Regions from separate parts of the Mus musculus genome. Here regions 1, 2, 3, 4, 5 and 7 are each linked to region 6. The links are chromatin contacts, called in public HiChIP or PLAC-seq, capture Hi-C and promoter capture Hi-C maps. All regions are on one chromosome and are shown on one strand. Each heading gives the region's core, a stretch centred on a gene start, on an enhancer-like site or on the middle of the called end of the contact. The rest is flanking DNA. Distances are from core to core; before and after follow the strand shown.

Region 1 (2,700 bases), core at 90-2,589, 1.4 Mb after region 6:
AAGTAGACCTGAATACACCTAAAGGTCACACAAGTCTCCCCAGAACTAGTCATCGCTAGAGCAGAAAGGATAGCCCAACTACTGCCTAGCTGGCCAGAACTGCTAAAGACCAGGGAGACAGGAGAGCCCAGAGGAAGAACAAAGGAACCCTAAAGTCTGTACCTTAGCAAGTATCGAACACCGTCCCCTGCATCCTTCAGGGGTTCCAGGTAGATCTCCAGCCTCTTGTAGGACAGGACCAGGTTGAAGAGATCAAACGCTGCTGACTTGGTAGGGGCAGGTGGACACTCAGAGAGAACCTCAGGCATCCCGCTGGGGCTCGCCTCCGGCCCACTCAGGTCCCGATCCGAAGTCTGCATTCTGTAATCGTAAATCCCTACACTCACGATGCACTTCCAGACTACAACACATTTCCCCCTTGCATTACAGTTCGTGTGGTTCCTAAGGTTAACTGTGAGAGGTGAACGCGAATACCCATCTCACACTGCAAGAAATTTTATTCCTACTGAAGTAGGAAGTAGCAGGGTGAAGGGGATGTCTTCGCTATAAAGCCTATCACTCTTCATGAGCCCCTCCAACGCTCCTTTCCCTCACAGACCTTTCAAGAGCATATAAACCATTAATAACCAGGTTGTTGAAAGAAGGCAGTAGGTAATGCCAAGAGAAAAGATGTCCTGTGACATCTTTCTCCTATCTTTAGCTCCTCCTTCAGGTGTCAGGGTAAGGGGGACCATCTTGTCCTGGGAAGTCTTTATGAACGCGCCAGTGTACACTGGGAGACCCTTACCAGGGCTCCCAGAGGTTCATGAATTTCTCCTAACAACACTCTTATCACGCTCTTAACCCTGGCTCCCATTCATCACTTGGAAAGGGGTCGACTGGACCCCAAACTCTCGACAGGACGAGCTAGGGAGAAAGGGAACCCAAGCAAGCGCGAGACAGGCTTAGCAGGTCAGTGCCGACAGAGGCCCAGACCACCAGCCTGTCTGAGGCCGCGCAGGGCAGGACACGCCTAAGGTCGCTGTGCCTGCAGGTGGCGACCCACACGCGGTGGGAGGGCCGGAGGGCCAGGCTCCGTAAATAAATACAGTGAGGCTGGGGCGTCACGGTCGTCACCTACCCGGACGCTGTCCCAGGAAAGGAAGAGACAGGAACGGCCAGGGGGACAGAAGGGCCACCAAGCCCCGGAGCGGTCCCTCAGGCCAGGCCCGCCCCACCCCACGCCACGCCACGCCACCTCCCACCGACGCTCCGAAGTCGCAGGTCCACCCGGGAACCGTCTGCCCCTCCACCGCCGTCGCTTCCGGGACGCGACTCACTCTGCGGTGGCGCGCCCGTGACGTCACCGCGCCCGTCCCGCCTTGGGTCCGGCCTCCGGGCTTAGCTCCTCCCACCCAAGCGCAGGTGAGCAAGCGCGTTGATACTGCGCCTGCGCACTCTTCCCTCCTTGGCTAATTTCTGGTTAACTCTGTTCCTGCCACCCAAGAGATGACTCGTTTAATGCCCGGGAGTCCTAGGACCTGGGAGCCAGCCTAGCTCCGGAACATTACAGCAAGGACAGTTAGAGAGTCTAGCGTGGTGACACACTTGTAACCACAGCCTTTTGGTTTCTGAGGCTGGAGTATTGCAAGTTCAAGGCCAGTCTTGGCTATGGGAGCTTCTGGCTCAAAAAAAAAAAAAAAAAAAAAAAAAAAAGTGGGGCGTGTGGGGGCAGGGATGGAGAAGGATAAAAAAAAAGAAAGAAAATGTGGATAGAAGCTCTGAGAACCTAGGGAAGACAGAAAACACATCTTGTATGTCAGGTGCCTATGGGTAGTGCCATTTTAACGGTGAGAGAGCCCCTGGCTTGCTGCAGGAAGACACAGCAGCACAGAAACCAGCTGTCTGCTATAGTGCTTGCCGTGAGAACGCAGAGACAAACTGTACACGACACTGAAGTTTCTCTAGTAGTATCAGTAATTTCGAGGGTTACAACATTAGCAGAGACGGAACGGTGGTCCGTAGCTGCTGTGTTCAAGGTCCTGTGCAGGCCGTTCCTAGCTCTATCCTCTTCACATCTTGTGACCCAGCTGTTGTCCCTTAAAACACACCTCCCATGGGTTTCCATTTAACCAGCAGGCAGGCAGTACACTAAGCTTTTTGTGCACATTATCTTATCTGTTCCTCCTTCAATAACCCTATCGGGGTTATCACCATTTCACAGATGAGGAGTTGTAGTCATGGTAAGTAACTTCTTTAATGTCACAGCACATAAACTGCTCGGAGCTGGGATTTGAGCCAAATACATCACTGGATGCCAGCAACCCCAGCCATACCACCACCCACACGAGGCTGCATCCACTGGCTTCATCTGTCCTGCTGTTCTCTCTCAGGTGCCTCAGTCTCAGCCAGCTGAACCCTCTTTGTTACCTGCAAGGGCCCTGGACTCTTGCCAAGTCCTCAGATTGCTTGTCACACCTGCCTGCCCCGATTCTTGCTTCCATCCAAACCCAAGCAAGCCATCATAGCAGGAGTCAGCTGTGAGCAGCCTTCCCTAGCTGTTCAGCCGACAATAACCCCTCCTCTGAGCTACCCCAAAGCTTCACTGACATCTCGTCCAGCATCTCTTTTTCAGAGAGACAGGCACGCCTGCTCTCCTCAGCCAGGACTCAGCTGCACTGGGAATCTGGGCTCTCCTCACTTCCTTCAGGCTGGTCACTG
Region 2 (2,775 bases), core at 275-2,774, 1.6 Mb after region 6:
AAGACGCTGGCAGGGAGAGGAGCTGGGTGAGAAGGCTGGCACTGTGGGTACCTGTGGCCCTGCAGCCCTGTGGCTATATTTGTTAGATGAATGGATGGGGGAGGACCGTGTCCCCTCACAGAAGCTTCCAGTGTCTTGTGGCCACACTCCAGAGATGACAAGCAGATGACGTTCCTGTCCAGCAGCAGCAGCCATGGGCACACGCTCTCGGGGGAGGGAGGAGCGAGATTCCTGGGATGCTCGGCTGCTGTCCACACTCCCCTTGATAAATCTGAGCTCATCACTTCTCTTAAATGATGGGGGCCTCTGAGTTCCGATAGGCTCCCCCTTCCCCCTCTAATAACATCAGCAACATCAGAACCGGCTCTATAACAGGTCAGACAGTGGCACAGCACTCTTAACAGTCAGTGGTCCTCACTGCTCACGGAGCCTGCACCTCTTACCTGGTCTTCTCTGGTTTGTCCTTGGCCCTCTTTCTAGCCCCAGCTCTTGGTGTCTGTCACACATTTTCATGACCACTTTTATCTATCTGCTGTTTAGCCTCAAGTACCTCTCCCCACATCCCGACCACACTTCTTAATCCCAAAGGTCCAGCTCACACTCCATCCTGACCAGAGTAGTCCCAGAGGACCAGAAGGGCTCACCCACCCATTCATCACTACTCTCCATTTTCCATACGCCCGTTTCTGCCCTCTGCCTTCTTCTTAGTTGATGATACAAATAAAAGGTTACAATTAGTGCCCACCTTCGCCCTACGCACTGGACTCTAGGCTCCTGGTCCTCTACCCCCACCCCAGGGGGGGGTAATCTCACCATGTAGCCCAGGCTGGCTCCACCTCTGAGATTATAGGATTGTACCACCACACCTGGCTCAACTGTTTTTGAATAAGATGTAGAGCAGGACCAGTCAGTAGTCCAGCCCCACTTAACTTAGCCAAGAGAAAACGTACCCGTGTGTGCATTAGGCCTCTGCCAACAGTCCTGGCTAAGTCCCAGCTGCCCTTCCCCATCTCCTTTCCTGACTCCTGTCAGTTTGCTCTCCCGCAGCAACCAGCCCTGGCATCCAGGGGACATTCTGTGTGTGTGTGTGTGTGTGTGTGTGTGTGTCAGGACCTTACCTTTCTGGTTTTCCCAGAGAATACTCATCTGTCTTCTCTGTCCAGTCCAGTCTATCTCTTGAAGCCCAGGTGAGTGGGCAGGGTCTCGGGAAGGCCTGCCCCCTCCAAGTGCCTGTTTGCGGGGCTGAAGCCCCATCTCCCACCACCCACAACCATGTTAGGAACATCCCGCTTGGGCCCTGGGAAGTAGCATGTTGTCTGGACCCAGGTAGCAGCCGACTTTCCCTTCTCATGACAGCACAGATGGACCAACCGTTAACCCTGAGGCCCCCCTCCCTCCCTCCCCGACACCCTTCACCTCAGCTCCCACCTCAGTCTCTTCCTCCTGGGCAAGCCGCTGCTCGATGAGCTCTGTGGCTCTCTGCACCGCCTCGGGCCCCTCCATGGTACCCTCCATGACTGTTTCTGCAAGCCACAGGGCATGGGGTCTTTATAGGCCCAAGCACCCACCCCGCCCACTGGGCGCCTTTGTCATTAGCTCACAGGCTCGTTTCTCCATCTGTCATGAGCTTACTAGCTCAACTCTCCACCTGCCTCCCCCACCTGTCACCTTCACCTCGGACAGCCCCAGGGAGCATGGGAAGCCACTGTCCAGGCCAGGGAACTTGCCCCTCCCCTAACCTCTGGCCTACCAGAGCCAGAAGGCACACCGCCCCGAAGGACAGCTGCGGGAAAGAGGCCTGTCCAGTGTGTCCTCAGTGCTGGGAACTGGCTAAGTCTTAGCCAGGGTGAACGGGCTGCAAAGGACCTACATGCTGCCATTGGTCTGGCTGGAGTGCCACCTGCTGGATGCCCAGAAATGCTGTCTAGCTTGTGCCAGGCAGGGGAGCCTGAAAAACCAAGTATGAGCCCCAGCAGACCTGTGGGCATCCGAGACCTTCTCCAAGCAAGAGCTGGAACGGCTGCTGCCCTCTGGTGGCTGCTATGGGTCCCATGGGCCCTAGGGAAACACGGCTATGCTGCATGGCGTGTCCATTAGCCATGAACAGAACCTGTCCATCTGTTTGTTTCATCTTCCTGGAGTCCTCAGCAGAACCTAGTGTTGTTTTAAGAGCTCAGGAAGTCAGAGTTCAGAGCTAAGGCCATCTCACGAGTACTAGGCGATGCCAGACTGCCGTGGGCGGAGCTGGTCACACTCCCCGAGAACAGAGAATACACAGAGGAAAGGCAGACCTGCACTTGAGCTCCTCGCCTGGGACTCCCAGCCTGGAGCCCGAGGTCATTATGAGCTAGGTTTAATCTGCCAGTGGACTACAAATGTTCCATACTTCTACAACTGCAAGTGGCACCCGAGATTCCCCTCTGGTGATGTACACAGTCCTGCAGAAGAAACAGGAGGAGACAGCCCTGTCTGTCTCTGGCTCGCACATTTCTGGAAGCTTGTCATCCCACGCTCTGACACAGCATCCCATGTGGGCCCTGTGGGGTGGTTGCCACATGGCTATGCTGCCCTCTGTGGGTGCTCCTTCACTTTTCCTATCTGGACCGCCCCCCAACACACACACACACACACACACACACACACACACAGACACATAATTGTCCCAGCAACTGCTGCAGGAGGCAGGGTGGGAGGCACCATCTCTCCATTAAAGGAAAGCAAACTGTGTTCAGAGGTGAAGTGGCCTTTTTCAGGACCCACAGAACACAGCGAGGT
Region 3 (2,889 bases), core at 291-2,790, 1.4 Mb before region 6:
TCTGCTGTAAAATAAAGCACCTGAGTGTGTCTGACACTGGTGTCCACACACACACACACACACACACACACACACACACACACACACACACACACACACAGAGCTCAGGACTGGCACACAAAAGTCACATTGTATTGGTGACACAGGAAGAGGAAGGACCTCAGATAGAGGTCCCTGAGGCATGAGAAACCTGCCCTAGTCAAGATGCCCTGTCTCCTGTTCACTGTGGTGGCCTTTGCTCCTGCTTTGCCATTGTTGTTCAGCACTCTCCTTATGGAGAGTGTGATCTTTTGGCCACGTGGTACTTCCTTAGTAGCGACTGACACCTATCCAACAATGCTGTAATCTTACTGTGCCCCAGAAGCCTGTTTTGCCAGTTAAAGTTTTCCAGAATCCTAGCCACTTGTCTTGGAGTTAGATCCAAAGCTGGACCTTCTGGTTTGCCTTCTCCTGATTTCCAGGCCTGGTTAGCTAGAAGGAAGTGTCAGAACATGTCTGCAGATGCTGGGAAACCATCCACCACCGTCAAGCATGCTGGGTGATTAAAACTGTGTCTGAGTGCAGGATGGCCTCAAAATCTGTGATCCTCCTGCCTCTGCCTCCCATGTGCTGGGATCATCGGTATTAGTGATTGCACCAGGCCAACATGCATGGTTTATTTATTTAACATATTTTTGGCAGCAGGAACAGGGAAGTATCCAGAGTTCCCAGAGTCTGAAGGTACAATACTCTCCAGCTATCACTGTTGGAAGATAAGACCTGATTTACAAGTAAGCACACCCACAGATGGCTGCTTCTGGTCAATTTTCTTTTAAAAATTAACTATTTTATGTGCATGGGTGTTTTGCCTGTAAAGGCTAGAAGAGGGCATAGGAGGCTTTGGAACTAGAGTTACATTCGTTAGCCATCACATGGGTGATGGGCTTTGAACCCAGAGCCTCTGGAAGAGCAATCTCCAGTTAACTGTTGATCTTCTCCAGCTCCATTAAATTTGTCTTTGAGACAGGGTTTCTCCATGTAGCCCTGGCTGTCCTTGAACTCAGAGCTCTGCCTGCCTCTGCCTCCTCCGTGCTGGGATAAAGGTGATTACAATCTTAGTCTCCATCTTGCCTCCCTTTGTTCTGTTCATGTTGCATGCCAGGCATTGTGCTGAGTTACTGCCATGTATGTGAATCCTCACAAAACATGAAATAGAGTTATTCCTTTCAATAGAAGAAACTCAGATGCCAACAAAGGTCAAATGGCCAGTATGGTGAACCTTGGGACCTGAGGCCAAGCCTAGGTCTTTTCCTCAAACACCGCGACTATCCCTAGTATTTGCACCTGTCTACTTCTACCTGGGCTGTCAGCATCCATCTTTCCAACCTAGTTTACCCTAAAGGAGAAAACAGCTGCAGCACTGGGGGCCTGGCAACTATGCCTAAGCCTTCTATGAGGTACTAGGTTTGTTATGAGTGTCAGCCTTTCCACAGCTGGCATGTCATAAACCCACCTGCCAGGTCACAAGTGGCTCTGCACTGTATGGCATCACCTTTCTTGATTCTGGGTTCTAGAATTTTAGAGACACCCAGATGAAGGGTATTTCTTCCTCTCCTGTTTCCCCCGATACCATCAGGTAAGAGCCATGATTTTGTGTTGTTCACCACCAAACCCTAACACGTAGGTAGGCAAGAGCAGCCAAACGGATGTGCAGGATGAGCTAAGAATGAGATTATTAAATTCCTGACTGCAATCCAGGAGTGGTGGCGCACGCCTTTAATCCCAGCATTTTGGAAGCAGAGGCAGGCGGATTTCTGAGTTTGAGGCCAGCCTGGTCTACAAAGTGAGTTAGTTCCAGGACAGCCAGGGCTATACAGAGAAACCCTACCTCAAAAACCAAAAAAAAAAAAAAAAAAAAAAAAAAACCCAAAACAAAAAACAAAAAACCCTGCCTGTAAAGCACACAGCACATTATTAATTGGGTTTTGTAAACATAAACTGTGGAGAGCTGTGCCCGTTTCCGTTTCCCACAGATTAAAAGAAGGCATCAAGCTAAAAACAAGTTTGTTTGTTTTTTTAAGATTTATTATTATATGTAAGTACTCTGTAGCTGTCTTCAGACACACCAGAAGAGGGCATCAGACCCCATTACGATGGTTGTGAGCTACCATGTGGTTGCTGGGATTTGAACTCAGGACCTTTGGAAGAACAGTCAGTGCTTTTAACCACTGAGCCATTTCTCCAGCCCCCTAAAAACAAGTTTAAAGCAGGGTATTTTAGATACTCAACCACCTCTACTACTCAATCAAAAGTTGCCAGACACGTTTAAGCTGAGAAAAAAGTTTTAATAACACATACACATACATTCAGAAGACTTTAAACAAGACAGTATAAAATTTTAAAGGAAAAAAAAAAACCAAACCACAACACATTGCATTTACTGCCTAAGAGCTAGTAGATTAACTGGCTGACAAGAATGCCCCGGGGAAACTGAGGCACAGATGAGGTGCGCCTGCACCATAGAGTAGGCATAGCCACGAGATGGGATTGTGCTGACTCACGCCCCCACCACCTGTAGCAGACCCTTGCCTCCTGAGAGACAAGCCAAGAAAGTTCTCCAACCCAGCCGCTTGGCGATGAGTCAGTTTGTAAATGGAAAAACACTCCTGGTTTCAAGACTCCACACATTACTGTCCCCACCAACTGTGTCTGTTCTGATTGGGGGGAAAGGGGAAGAAAACAAAACAAAACAAAAAGCCAAACAAACAAAAAACAGAGCCTGGGTGGTAACTTATCTATCATTACTGGGGATATATATATATATTTCACTTTTCTTTTTTTTTTTTTTTTTGTGAAGTCGAAGCAAGCTATTACTTGCATTAAAAAAAAAAAAAAGCCAACCTTCTGAAA
Region 4 (2,886 bases), core at 73-2,572, 1.4 Mb after region 6:
CACAAAAGCCGGCAGCAGCCGAGCTGGGGAGACCCAGTGTGCTGCAACACTCTAAAAATTCAAAGAAACTTTCAGCTCTGCTGTTGGCATGCTGTGTGGGTACCGAGCCAATCCTTTCTTCCGTATGTCAGCTTCACCATGCGTAAAGAGCTCTCCCCGGGGAGGAGTAACCTCTGGGGGTAGAGACACAAGTCCCGACTTCTTACACATTATGCCAAGATTTTGTCCTTAGCTAACAGGTCCCTTGGTCTATAGACACACTGTGAAGCACACAGTCGCTTCCCCCTCACAGGCAAATGTGGATACACTGAGAACAGCAGCTCAAATGGAGAAGGAAAGAAATTCTCAAAAGTGGGGGCTGGTGCAGGAGGTTCATTAAAACCAACCCTTTGGGTTCTGGGCCTGAGCATGTCTTTTTCCACGTTCTCCTCCTAAGGAAATGTGGATGTGAGGGAAGGTGTGTCTTCCCTAGACAAGCATTTGGGTTAGAAGCAGGATACTGCACCGCATAGCAACAACAGCAGTAGGCCACCTTCCCTCCCCTTACACAGGTGTGCAGGGATCTCCAAACCTCTAGGGAGTCAGAACCCTGTGTTCAGGAGAAGGGGAAACCCCAGACCAGCTGGGACTTGGTGCTATTGGTAACAAGTAGATTCCCAGGGCTCAGAGTGGCATGGGCAAGATTGACATGTCAAAGGTGAAGGGACCCCTCAGCAAAGCTCTGCTTATATGCCATGCCACTCCACACCTCCCACCATGAACCCAGGGAACCACCCTCTACCCCCATCCACCCCCGTCTTCTCCTCGTGCCCAGTCTGCCCCTAGTGGGGAATCATTCCCTGAGGCATTGCCTGCGGGTTAAGGTGTTGGGCCCTACCTCAGTGGCCATCTTCAGGGCGTTCTGACCAGTCCTTGGCTGTCGCTGGGCTGGTTCAGGGGGGCTGTCCGCGGTGCTGATAGGAAGAGCCGGTGGGCTGGCCGAGGCCAGCGAGGGCCTGGGCGCTGTCCGCGGTACTGATGAGATCGCCGAAACCTGAAGCGCGCTCCTGCCGACCGGAGGGTCCCTGAAAGGTGGTCCGTGCTGTCCACGGTGCTGACGCGGGAGCCGGACCGGGGAGGCGAGGCCGCGCCGGAGGCTCCTCACCACCCGATCGCCTGCTGCCAGGGTTCCTGCAGGCAATGGCCCGGTTTTATCTTTGACAGTGGCAGCAGCGGCGGGCACGGGGGCGGCGGGGGAAGGAGGGGCCAGCGCCTCGGCGGGCGGGGAGGGGGAAGCCGCGGCCCCCAGACTCCGGCACCCGCCGGAGAGGAGCCCCGCCCGCGGCCACCGGCTCCGCTCCCGCCCCACCCCGTCCCGCCCCGCCCAGCGCCCCGCCTCTCCTGCCTGCCCTCCCCCCCAGCAGGAGTGCCTAGAGCGTTGCGCTAGCTTCCACCGCCTCCGGGGACTTCCAGAAGCTGAAGAAAGAAGATGGGCTCTGCTGCAAGGCACCCGGCCTGCAATACGGAAGGCCCCACCATCCACAGGCCGCCAGCCTCTTACCTTTCCAAACACCTTCAAATTCTCACTCTAACCTTCCCGTCCTGCCCCAAGCACTACCCAGCCTTATGGGAACATTCCCTTCCCTCTTTTCTCCTTTCTGCTTCCTTAAATGGGTAAAATCCCATTAGCTAGGGGAAAATGCTGCAGATATAAGAGAGCATTTTCTTAAAACACATACGCACATTTCATCCCCAGGTTTTCCCTAGGGCCCTTTCTTTTATGGAAGCCAGTCTTTCTTTATGATCCTCCTAGTCCAGGTCCCACCCCTTACACTTCTGTCTCCCTACAGCCATCCCAGAGTTTATACACACTCCCACAATACCCAATTACCACCACTAATCAAAAACCACATGCCAAACCGGTATGCCCACTCTCCAAGGTGGTAATTTGGCATTAGGCCTTCCAATCAAATGGTTTATCTACTTAATAAGCAGAAAGGAAACCCCAACACAGGTGTCTTTGAACACATCCACAATAACCCCAGATCTGTGTCTGAGGGGAGCTGGGTACTTCTTCTACAGCCTGGCTGCCCACAGGTCAGCAGCGTCGGCCATGACATAAAACTGGAGTAGGTGCCACAACAGGCAGCCAGAAGACCTGACTCCAGGTCAGACTTCTCCCGATTTCCTACCTTGATTAGCTGTCTCACTCCCTGAGTTTACGGTCCTCTTTCTGCAGGATATACTTGTTGCCCTTCTTCATTAGCCTATAGCTAGGGTCCTTTCTTCTTCTACCAAATTTCCCATTTAAAATTTCCAAACATACAGGAGAAGTTGGGGAAAAGACATTTGCCAGAACAGTCTAACTAACTCAGTCAGCAATAGTATTTTTACATTTGATTTTGATTTGTTGGCTTTGCTGACGGAAACTGGATCAAGGAGACGTATATAATTTCACTAGATTATCAGAAAGCGATAGATTCCACAGTTTTATCCTTAAATACTTCAGCACTCATCCCCTCAGAATAAGAACATTTTCCTGAGGCAGGTGTGATGGTGCACACCTTTAATCTCGGCGCTCCTGAGGCTGAGGTGGGTGGAGAGACGTGAGACCTTGTCTCAAAAAGCAAAATAACATTCTTCTCTGTAATCACAATATCATTATCATGTCTTTTAAAATTCCATGGTAACCCTACTATTTTAGGATGGTTTGTTACCCCAAAGACATATTAATAGCTTTTTTTTCAGCAGAACTTTCTATTTTTAATACCAAACATTTATGGATCACTTAATGTGTGCCAGACAGTTCTACACTGCACATATATTTTGAAATCCTGACAATTGCTGTGAGTTACATTTTTTATTTTTTAAAATCTGTCTCTTTATCTGTCTCTCTGTATCTCTCTT
Region 5 (2,743 bases), core at 196-2,695, 1.5 Mb after region 6:
GAAATCAACATCCCTCCAGGTTGACAGCTGGACCTGGTGGTACAGCTCTATTATGCCAGCACTCAAGAGGCTGAGCCAGGAGGATGGAAATTCCAGGCCAGTCTGAACTACAAAGTAAAACCCATCTCAGTGAAACAGAAAGGCAGCCGGACAGATAGACAGACAAGAAGTGGCACACAGTAGCTCAGGGACGGAGCATTTTCTCAGCATGCTCACAGCAGTGAAGAACTAAAAAAGAGCCTCACAGATCCCCTGCAGTCATTTGTCCTTTCCAACCCGGCTTCCTTGGAACTGGTGAGACCTTCTGAAAATGCAAATTTAGTGCCACGCCACGGTTGTTGTTGTTGGTGGTGGGGAATAAATTAACCCTTGTAAAGGGCTGACCACATTATAGTCACTCTGTAAAGACTTGTAAAGACCGCAGAATGCCTATTCATAAGTACAAATCACTCTATTTCCTTGCTTATAGAGCCTCAGAGGGGCAAATGCAAACGTCACTGCCTACCTACATCCTCCCACCATGGCTACCTTGCTATTTATAGCGGATCTCCAGGCCTTATTTTATCCCTCTGGAGAAAAGCCGTCCTGGCTCCAGCGTGCTTTCTTCCCTCTCTTCCTTTATTCTGCCCAGGCCCATTCTTCCTCGTTCTAAAAACGTTAGCTCCTTTCTTTACTGGTTATGCTCCTTCTTGTGGCTTCCAGGACCTCTCAAAGATGCTTCCTTCCTCTTTACCTTCTTTCAACTTCATGTGATCATGATTGTAGTCACATACCAAGTGGTGGTTCAGTGTTAGCCTCTGTCGCTAGGCTGTTAACTACCTCAAGGTAAGGGTTGCAGTTCTCTTACAGCCCGTCAAGGAAACTGAACTGGAAAGGGTCTCAGTGAAAGATGTCCAAAGAGCTGTTAAGTTCTCCTTAGGTAACCAAACTGGCACAGTCGCTACAAGATTTGTAAATCATTCTGAATGCAGGCCCAGGAGGCCCGGGAGGTGAAGGGAGTTTTAGGAACTGTAGGTTATGAGGATCTTAACAGTGAAACCCTACGCCACGTGCGTTGGACTCGACCCAGAGAAAAGGGGCACTTGTCACGTGTACCCTGCAGGGCCCGCGGTCTCCAGCCGCACCCCGTGTCAGGAATGCGACCCCGCCCCGCCTGCGTGCCCGCAAAGCAGAGCCCGCCCCTGGGACTGACGTCAATCAAGGGGGCGCCTCCAGGCGTGGGGAGGGCAGGTGAGCTGGGAGGATGGGGAGGACCCGGAGGACACGCCCCTCGCCGATACTCCCTAGATGATTGGACTCAAGGAATCTCCGCACTGGGTTTGGAGGCGGGCACGGGAAAAGGGAGGGATAAGGCACGCCCCTCCCCCCTGCAGCAGCTGATTGGTCCGCGAAGGCTCCGCGTTCGATTTGGCGAAGTTGGCTCGGCTTCTCGCTCTAAGGCTGTGACCGAGGATTGGCTGTTGAAGGGGCTCGGAGCACTTTCTCTGAGGAACTGTGGCCGTGATCCAGGTGGCCCGGCCAGGCTCCCGGCTGCGTTCCGCCTGCCTCGGGCAGCTAAGGCAACCAGGTAGGTAGGCCACGGTCCGGCTCAGCTGTGCGTGGGAGCGCGCGGGCCGACGGTCGCAGCTGGGAATCCGCTGGGTCTCACATCCTAGATCCACTTAGGGGCTTCTCTCTGTCAGTCGCCACCTTTGAGCCCTGGGGCTCACTGTGGTGGGGATGTCGTCCTGTAACTTCGGCCAAGATATCCTCTCTCAATCTCTTAGCCAGCCAGTCACCTCCGCTTGGCCTTTGTGATCACTTTCAGGGCAGGAGCCCAGAGCTGCGCTCGCCCTTTTCCCAAAGCCCGAGAGAGGTTACAGTAGGCGTCTTGGCCGCCGGATCCCGATTGGGGTCTCCTGGAACTGGCAATAGGTTGACCCGACACCGATCTAACTTCCCAGAGGGCTCTACTCTAGCTCCGCTTGCTCTAAGTCCAGCGAAGAGGCTGGCGTGGGAATCCTGTCTGCGAATCAGTGGCGACCTCCAAAACCCCCAGACGAAGATGGCACGGTCTTAGAGGTTTCAGAACCTTCTGCCCCCACGTTTCTTTTGACCACCTTCTCAGCCACCTGGAAAGAATGAAAGTAACACTGGTAAGGCGCCCAGGTCTGACCACCTGGTTAATAGCCTAAGATCACCTACCAGCCTTGTGGAGTTGAGCAAGTCACCACTTCAAGAGGTCAGCTTTTTCATCTGGAAAATGTGTTTAACAATAGTGCCCGCTAACAGGGGATTAGGATGCCACCTGACAGGAGGACCAAAAGGTCCTCAAAAGTGCTCTTCTTGCTTGACGCAGCAAGCTTCCTTCTATGTAGCCATGGTTTTAAAAGTGCACAGATGAGCCTGTCTTTGAAGCCCTCTGAGTAGTTTGTACGTCAGTGCTAAATTAACCACGGCCATGGTTCTATATAGTCTTGTTAATAGCTTTCTCTTCGCATCATTTTTCATTCAACCAATGTACAATGTTGAGTGTCCACAGTAGGCCAGGTACTAGGATGGTCATTCATATTTCATCTCTGTACCCAGTGAGGATTTTCCCTCTCACTATTTTGATTGATGAACAAAGCAAAGGAAAAGTGACTTGTCCAAGGTCACTCAGTGGTCAGCGTCACTGCCACCTTAGGGGTTTTGAATTCTTTCAAAAGGATCTTTTCCTTGCTCTGTTAGTTCATTTTTCAAGTCATGCCTGAAAATGGGTCTG
Region 6 (2,700 bases), core at 57-2,556:
TTCAATTATCTGATTCTCCTGCCTGCCCCACCTCTGATCTGCTGAATGGCCAGAATCCCACTCAGAACTAATTCAGGAACTTTAACCATTCCACTCCGCCTGCAGTATAAGAAACAAAGCGAGCATTACGATATTTTTTTTCAGAGGCCTTCACCTCCTGGGTGTGACTTGCTGCCGTCATCTGATATGGATCGAGCTCCCACACATTGGCCACCACCTCTCCTCCTTGCAGTTCGAACGTAAGAACTGCAAGCTCCGAAGTAAGCTGGTGTCTCTCAAAGTCTTGCCCGAAAGGATGGCCCAAACACAACATTCTTGCACTGCCTTTTCGGGACAGCCGGGGTGACTGCCCTGGCCTCGCTGAATTCACCTCACGTTAGAAGAAAGACAGAAAAATGGCAGAAAACTGACCCCCCCCTTTTTTTTTGAGAAGATGGGTGTGCGAGAGAACACACACACAACGGACAAGTTACGACCCAGGCTCTGGGCCCCCGTCACTCATTACTCAAGGAACCAGGATTGCAATAATCACTTTTCCTTCCCTCGGGGACTGCTCCGGGTCCCTGCTCCGGGCAAGAGCTGTTCTCTCTTTCTCTTTTATCCCCGCCCCAGCACCATCTCAGGTACCTGTGCTTTGCAGAGCTGTCCTTGAACCTGGCATAGGCATGACCCTAGCCGAATGTGAAAGGGGCGGGTGGCCATGCAGGCACGGTTTGTGGGTTTATAGGCGCTGAGCCATTGCCCCAGGTGTGCGGACGCGTTTCCTTCCCCCTCTACTCACTTTGGCTCCGTTCGCTCACAACCTCCTCTTCTTGTTCCTTGGGCCCGCTGCAAGCGTCTCGGAGAACTGTATGGACATAGCTCTGAGGACAGAGACCCGAATCTCCATGGCCCTCGGCAGCAGCTAGTGAGTTCAAATAGGACAGTTTCTCTCCCTCTTCTTCCTCGTCCTCCTCCCCTGCATCGGAAAACTGCGTCCCTTCAGCCGTGGCCAGCATGCAGGGTGCCGAGTGGAAGTGCTGCTCCAATTCCGCCTGCAAGTGAGCTCCGTGGAAGTGCCGCTGCTGCTCCAGATTCAAAATGTCTTTGACTGAGAAAGGGGTGGAGGTGACCGGGCTTGGTAACATCATCAGGGCCACTTAATTGTCCAGTCCAAATACTCAATAAATCCCGGCGGGGGCGGGGAGGGAGTGCGGTGGCTCCAGCTCTTCTTCTGGACTCCGCGGTGGTGCGGAGTCGAGCTTTTGACAGACGCGGTCCAGTCTAAATCCCCTCCATTGGCCGGGACCTGGGGGTCTGGGTTTTGTTACAGCCACTGCAAGGACTGGGGCCGGGGCTGTGAAGCCTCTGTCCGGGGGCCCTGCGTCACGTCAAGGGGCGGGGTCGGCATCCTGGCCTCCTTCCCAATTGGTTCTTGTGTATGTGGGCCACGCCCTCTGCGTCCACCCAGTGGGATGTTGCTGCGCTACCAGAAATAGACAGGGACTAGAATAGGGTCCTGAGATCCAAGTCGCGGTGGGAAAAGCTGCAAAAAACCGGGTGTCCGAATCACCGATTCCCGCTCCACCTGGCTGCACCTTCCCGACCAGGGGCAGTTCTGAGAGGCCAGACTGCGGATTTCTAAGGAGAGGAGTGTTGTATCTGTGGAAATATGAGCGACGTGTCAAATTCCACCTCACCTTTGCTCTAGCTGTCCTCGCCACCTGGAGTGCCTTTCCCACCCTCATTTCCACAGTGGAAAGCTGTTCTCCGAGGAAAAGCTTAAATACCTCCAAGGAAACTCCGCCAGATCACCTCACCTAGAGGTCCTCTTCCTCGGAACTTGCTCAGTAATGTCACTTGTCACTCTCCCATCTAGTGCCAAAGCTGTACTTAGTGTCCGCTCGATTGTCACTTTAGATTGTGAGTCCCTGAGGGCAGGGTCCAGACCGTACTTGCCCTTGCAGCCCTCGAAGTGGCTTCAGAGAGCAGGTCTGTAGAAGACAAGACGACCGAGTTCTGTTAGTGTGCAGAGGCTCTATGCTTCGAAGCCTGGCCTGAGTCAGTATTTGGTTTTGGACGTTCTCAGTTTCCTGGTCAATATAAAGGAGCCGAATTGCCTCTTCTAGGGTTATTGTTGGAGTTTTTTTGTTTTTGTTTTTTAAAGGATAACCAGGCCGGAAGCATAGCACAGTTGTCTACTTAAAGCAAAGAGCTCAATACTTGTAACTACCCTTGTTCTTTGTGGGAGGTCAGAGCAGTGTTTGTTGCCTGCATTGATTCTGACCGGGCTGGTGTTCCACTGCACACACTGGGTGGCTCTGGTCTCAGAAGGGAGGGGACCCCCGCTGTGGCTGCAGCTCAGGCAGCCTTCTGAAGGGAATCGGGAGCCCGAGCCTAGGCCTCAACTTTCTGAAACGCCTTATTTCTCTCTTTCTGAAACCGTGGTTGTGTTCTGCAGGGAGACTAAATGCAGCCTCAGATTCAGAAAACTGCCTGATGGAGACCACCTTCTGGTATCCACCCGCCTACATACCTAGCCCCTGAGTGGTAAGGGGCACTATTGTGAGATTAAGAGCAAAAGGTGTGGGCAGCAGGCCTTGGAAAACCAAACTAGTTCCGCTTTCAACGTAGGGTTCCTCAGTAGGCCGCCCTTGCTTTTATTTATTCTCTCTCTCTCTCTCTCTCTCTCTCTCTCTCTCTCTCTCTCTCCCTCCCTCC
Region 7 (2,886 bases), core at 117-2,616, 1.3 Mb after region 6:
TGGGAGGAGCGGGGATGTCCTCTGAGCCTTTCCCATGACTGTCCCTGCACTCTTCCAGCGATGTACTGGGCACTGCCTGCCTTCCCTTACAACCTGAGAAAGGCTGGCAGGTGCTGCTGATCAACCCCTAAGTCATCACCATTAGCCAGACCTTGCCACAGGGCTAGCCCACTTCCTGATGCAGGAGCTGAGCGGACGTTAGAAATGCCTAAACACTGGACCAACCTTCCCAACCTGTTTCCTGATGTGTTGCTATAGCATGCTGCTGTAGGGATGTGTGTGATGGATTCACAAGGGACAGTGTCTGAGCTTTACAAGTATCTTCTGTTTGTCTTTGTTGTTGTTTTAAGATTTTTTTAATTTTATGTATGTGAGCACACTGTAGCTGTACAGATGGTTATGAGCCCTCATGTGGTTGTTGGGAATTGAATTTTTAGGACCTCTGCTCTCTCTGATCAACCCCACTCTCTCCACTCGGCCCTGCTCGCTCCAGTCAACTCCACTCGCTCAGTCCCTGCTTGTTCCGGTCTAAAGATTTATTTATTATTATACATAAGTACACTGTAGCTGACTTCAGACACACCAGAAGAGGGAGTCAGATCCCATTATGGATGGTTGTGAGCCACCATGTGGTTGCTGGGAATTGAACTCAGGACCATCGGAACAGCAGTCAGTGCTCTTAACCACTGAGCCATCTCTCCAGCCCCCACAGGTATCTTTTGTAAATGGCTCGGATCTGCAGTGGCCTTCCTTAGGTGCCCTCAATCCCCATCTTTCCTGTAAGCTTTACTTACAGCTCAGTTCAAGTGCCTCCTCCCCAGGAGTTTGACCTTGACTACTGAACAGGATCTGGCCAGCCCTGAATGACTCCTTGTCCTTTCTTCACAAAGCGTGTCAATAGACACCATGATTTATTTCTTTATTTGTCTGTTTGCCCACCTCCCAGATGGACAGGGAAACCCATGAGGAGACATTCCAGTCACAGGAAGGGGTGTGGCTCTAGCAGGGCTCCAGAAATAGAAATGTGAGCGAGCTCGGAAGGTCACACGAGTTGGCTGGAGAGCTAGGATTTGTCCCCAGGACTCCCAGCCACCTGCTCTGGTCATGTTCTTTCAGCATACCAAGCAAGTGACAGAGCCAAGATGTGAACCCCTGGCTCTGAAGTCAACCTGCTTCTCTCTGAGCCACACAGCTCCCCAAATTCAACCTCCTCATGCCTGTTCTGTTGCCTAGAATGCATCATGTAGCTGTTGAGATGTAAATTAATTTAAATTAAGTAAAATGCTAAATTCAGTAACTCTCATCCTGCACCGCGGCCAGGGGCTAGTGCACTGAACAAGGCAGACACTGGGCTTTTCCATCACTAAAGAATGGTCGATTGGACAGTATGGCCCCAAAGAGGAGCTTCTAAATCGTTCCCACGGCCCTTAGGAGAGTGTGTCGTCAGTTACAACCTTTGTTACCATAGTTACTCCAAGAGGCCCTCTCTCTCATGCTCCTGACCCTTCTCCTTCCTCCCACAGGACGGGATGAAGCCAGCAGTGTGGAGGTGACGTGGCCAGATGGCAAGATGGTGAGCCGAAGTGTGGCCAGCGAGGAGATGAACTCGGTGTTGGAGATCCTCTACCCCCAGGATGAGGACAAACTTCAGAACACAGCCCCACTAGAGGTGGGCCAAAGCCTCTGGGCCGCATAGTCAAAAAAACAAAACAAAACAAAACAAAACAAAAAGCAAGCATCACCCATGATCCTAGGGGTAAATCTGTAGACTTGCCCTCTAGAATCAAAGAGTAATAGAGATGGTCTCAGCAAAGGGCAGGCTTCAGATGATGTCGCCATGGGTTGTGCACCCATTTTACAGACGAGGAAACCAGAGGCCCAGAGAATGAAGCCAAAGCCAGCTAAGGTTGTTGTGCACTGTGTTGAGAACTGATTCCTACTTTCGGTATTTTCTGAATACCTGAAGAGGCCTCCTCTTGTCCTTGGAAGAGGCTCAGACCATACACCAGAATTCTGGAGGCTTTTTAGAGGTCAGCTCTAGTCCACTTTCAGGTCTATCTGAGGTACATAGTTCTCTAGTACAGGGAGAGTGTGGATTATAACTGTTCTGCCTTCCCCCACCCACACCATCTCTCTCCATTCTTAGCTCAAGGCTAGAATAAGAGGGAGGGGCTCCCCTCAGGCCCAGGCTAAAAGCACCTCTCAAGCTGCAATCAGGGTGACAGCTACTCTGTTACTGTGACTAGGAGGGAACTGAGATGAGGCCTCTCAACTCACAAGTGTCTCTGCTTCTGCCCACCTTGCAGTGCGGCCAAGGATTCTCCCAGCAGGACAATGGCCATTGCATGGGTGAGTTGCCTATAGGCACCAGAGGACGGGGCAGAGGCTGGGATCTTCCTGGGGACTGTCAGCCTGACCTGCCAAGGTCCAAGACGCAGACAGGGGCTAGAAAGATAGGGAGAAAAAGGTACTATTGGTCCTTAGGGTTCCAGATGCCAAAACTCCATGACTCACCAAGGTGAAAGTGACATTAGCAACTGCAGGCTGATTCAGTTCACTGCTGGGCATTGGCAGGGCCAGCCTGCCACCTGGGGATGGCATGAGTCGTCTCAGTATCTACTGAGACTGTGATGGATAAGCTTCACCCTGGCAGAGGCAGAGCAGAAGCATGCTATGGCCAGCCTGAGAAGCAGCCAGCGAGAAGGATGGGAGAGATGAAGGGGGAGATGATTGAGGAAGGCGCTTGGGCACAGCAGGGCTGGAATGTGATCTCAGTGCAGATAGGGTGCTGCAGCCTGGTCCAGCACAGGGAAGGCTCATAGCTGCCAGATGCCAGCTCAGCAAGGGTCTCATGACTTTCTTTCTTTCTTTGTTCTTTTTGGGTTT

The links. Promoter capture Hi-C pulls out the DNA fragments that hold promoters and counts their contacts. HiChIP or PLAC-seq counts read pairs in DNA pulled down with a chosen protein or histone mark. Capture Hi-C pulls out chosen DNA fragments and counts their contacts.
Region 1: a FOXA1 HiChIP or PLAC-seq map of pancreatic cancer cells shows a contact between it and region 6. The contact joins the promoter of Zfyve27 here to the promoter of Nkx2-3 in region 6. A contact is called at or near these places in 2 of 39 promoter capture datasets (embryonic stem cells and liver) and 3 of 115 datasets of contacts at active chromatin or transcription factors (embryonic forebrain, pancreatic cancer cells and stem cell-derived neural progenitor cells).
Region 2: a contact with region 6 is called in a promoter capture Hi-C map of stem cell-derived epiblast-like cells, with 2.5 times the contacts expected there. The contact joins the promoter of Ankrd2 here to the promoter of Nkx2-3 in region 6. A contact is called at or near these places in 2 of 39 promoter capture datasets (embryonic stem cells and stem cell-derived epiblast-like cells) and 1 of 9 other capture datasets (embryonic stem cells).
Region 3: a FOXA1 HiChIP or PLAC-seq map of pancreatic cancer cells shows a contact between it and region 6. The contact joins the promoter of 4930414N06Rik here to the promoter of Nkx2-3 in region 6. A contact is called at or near these places in 1 of 39 promoter capture datasets (embryonic stem cells) and 1 of 115 datasets of contacts at active chromatin or transcription factors (pancreatic cancer cells).
Region 4: a capture Hi-C map of embryonic stem cells shows a contact between it and region 6, with 5 times the contacts expected there. The contact joins the promoter of Golga7b here to the promoter of Nkx2-3 in region 6. A contact is called at or near these places in 7 of 39 promoter capture datasets (the 3T3-L1 cell line, embryonic stem cells, frontonasal cranial neural crest and 3 more), 2 of 115 datasets of contacts at active chromatin or transcription factors (embryonic forebrain and pancreatic cancer cells) and 1 of 9 other capture datasets (embryonic stem cells).
Region 5: a promoter capture Hi-C map of stem cell-derived epiblast-like cells shows a contact between it and region 6, with 3 times the contacts expected there. The contact joins the promoter of Avpi1 here to the promoter of Nkx2-3 in region 6. A contact is called at or near these places in 8 of 39 promoter capture datasets (cranial neural crest, embryonic stem cells, frontonasal cranial neural crest and 3 more), 3 of 115 datasets of contacts at active chromatin or transcription factors (embryonic stem cells, extraembryonic endoderm stem cells and forebrain) and 1 of 9 other capture datasets (liver).
Region 7: a promoter capture Hi-C map of embryonic stem cells shows a contact between it and region 6, with 2.7 times the contacts expected there. The contact joins the enhancer-like site here to the promoter of Nkx2-3 in region 6. A contact is called at or near these places in 4 of 39 promoter capture datasets (cranial neural crest, embryonic stem cells, hematopoietic stem and progenitor cells and 1 more), 1 of 115 datasets of contacts at active chromatin or transcription factors (embryonic stem cells) and 1 of 9 other capture datasets (embryonic stem cells).

Annotation. Positions count from the first base shown.
Region 1 is chr19:42,169,206-42,171,905 of GRCm38.p6, reverse strand. It overlaps Zfyve27 (zinc finger, FYVE domain containing 27), which reads right to left and starts at 1,339. Exons shown (of 13, transcript NM_177319.3): 1 at 1,121-1,339; 2 at 163-360. The coding sequence starts at 359.
Region 2 is chr19:42,034,776-42,037,550 of GRCm38.p6, reverse strand. It overlaps Ankrd2 (ankyrin repeat domain 2 (stretch responsive muscle)), which reads right to left and starts at 1,524. Exons shown (of 9, transcript NM_020033.2): 1 at 1,429-1,524. The coding sequence starts at 1,515.
Region 3 is chr19:44,983,201-44,986,089 of GRCm38.p6, reverse strand. It overlaps 4930414N06Rik (RIKEN cDNA 4930414N06 gene), which reads left to right and starts at 1,540. Exons shown (of 3, transcript NR_040294.1): 1 at 1,540-1,615. Slf2 (SMC5-SMC6 complex localization factor 2) reads right to left here. Exons shown (of 20, transcript NM_001081225.2): 20 at 2,304-2,889.
Region 4 is chr19:42,254,175-42,257,060 of GRCm38.p6, reverse strand. It overlaps Golga7b (golgi autoantigen, golgin subfamily a, 7B), which reads right to left and starts at 1,322. Exons shown (of 5, transcript NM_027694.2): 1 at 878-1,322. The coding sequence starts at 889.
Region 5 is chr19:42,127,695-42,130,437 of GRCm38.p6, reverse strand. Avpi1 (arginine vasopressin-induced 1) reads left to right here and starts at 1,445. Exons shown (of 3, transcript NM_027106.4): 1 at 1,445-1,567.
Region 6 is chr19:43,610,931-43,613,630 of GRCm38.p6, reverse strand. Nkx2-3 (NK2 homeobox 3) reads right to left here and starts at 1,306. Exons shown (of 2, transcript NM_008699.2): 1 at 782-1,306. The coding sequence starts at 1,130. It overlaps Gm20467 (a long non-coding RNA gene), which reads left to right and starts at 1,575. Exons shown (of 4, transcript XR_001782682.2): 1 at 1,575-1,829; 2 at 2,441-2,529.
Region 7 is chr19:42,286,636-42,289,521 of GRCm38.p6, reverse strand. Crtac1 (cartilage acidic protein 1) reads left to right here. Exons shown (of 15, transcript NM_145123.5): 12 at 1,524-1,669; 13 at 2,307-2,349. All of the region lies in intron 1 of Gm34347 (a long non-coding RNA gene), which reads right to left. Among named protein-coding and RNA genes, the nearest start is that of Mir3085, 7.9 kb to the right of the region's middle. Within about 2 kb of position 1,366, at least 8 of the 459 cell types and tissues checked have an H3K27ac peak or open chromatin away from gene starts, as enhancers often do. A contact at or near this core is called in embryonic stem cells, where this site is marked.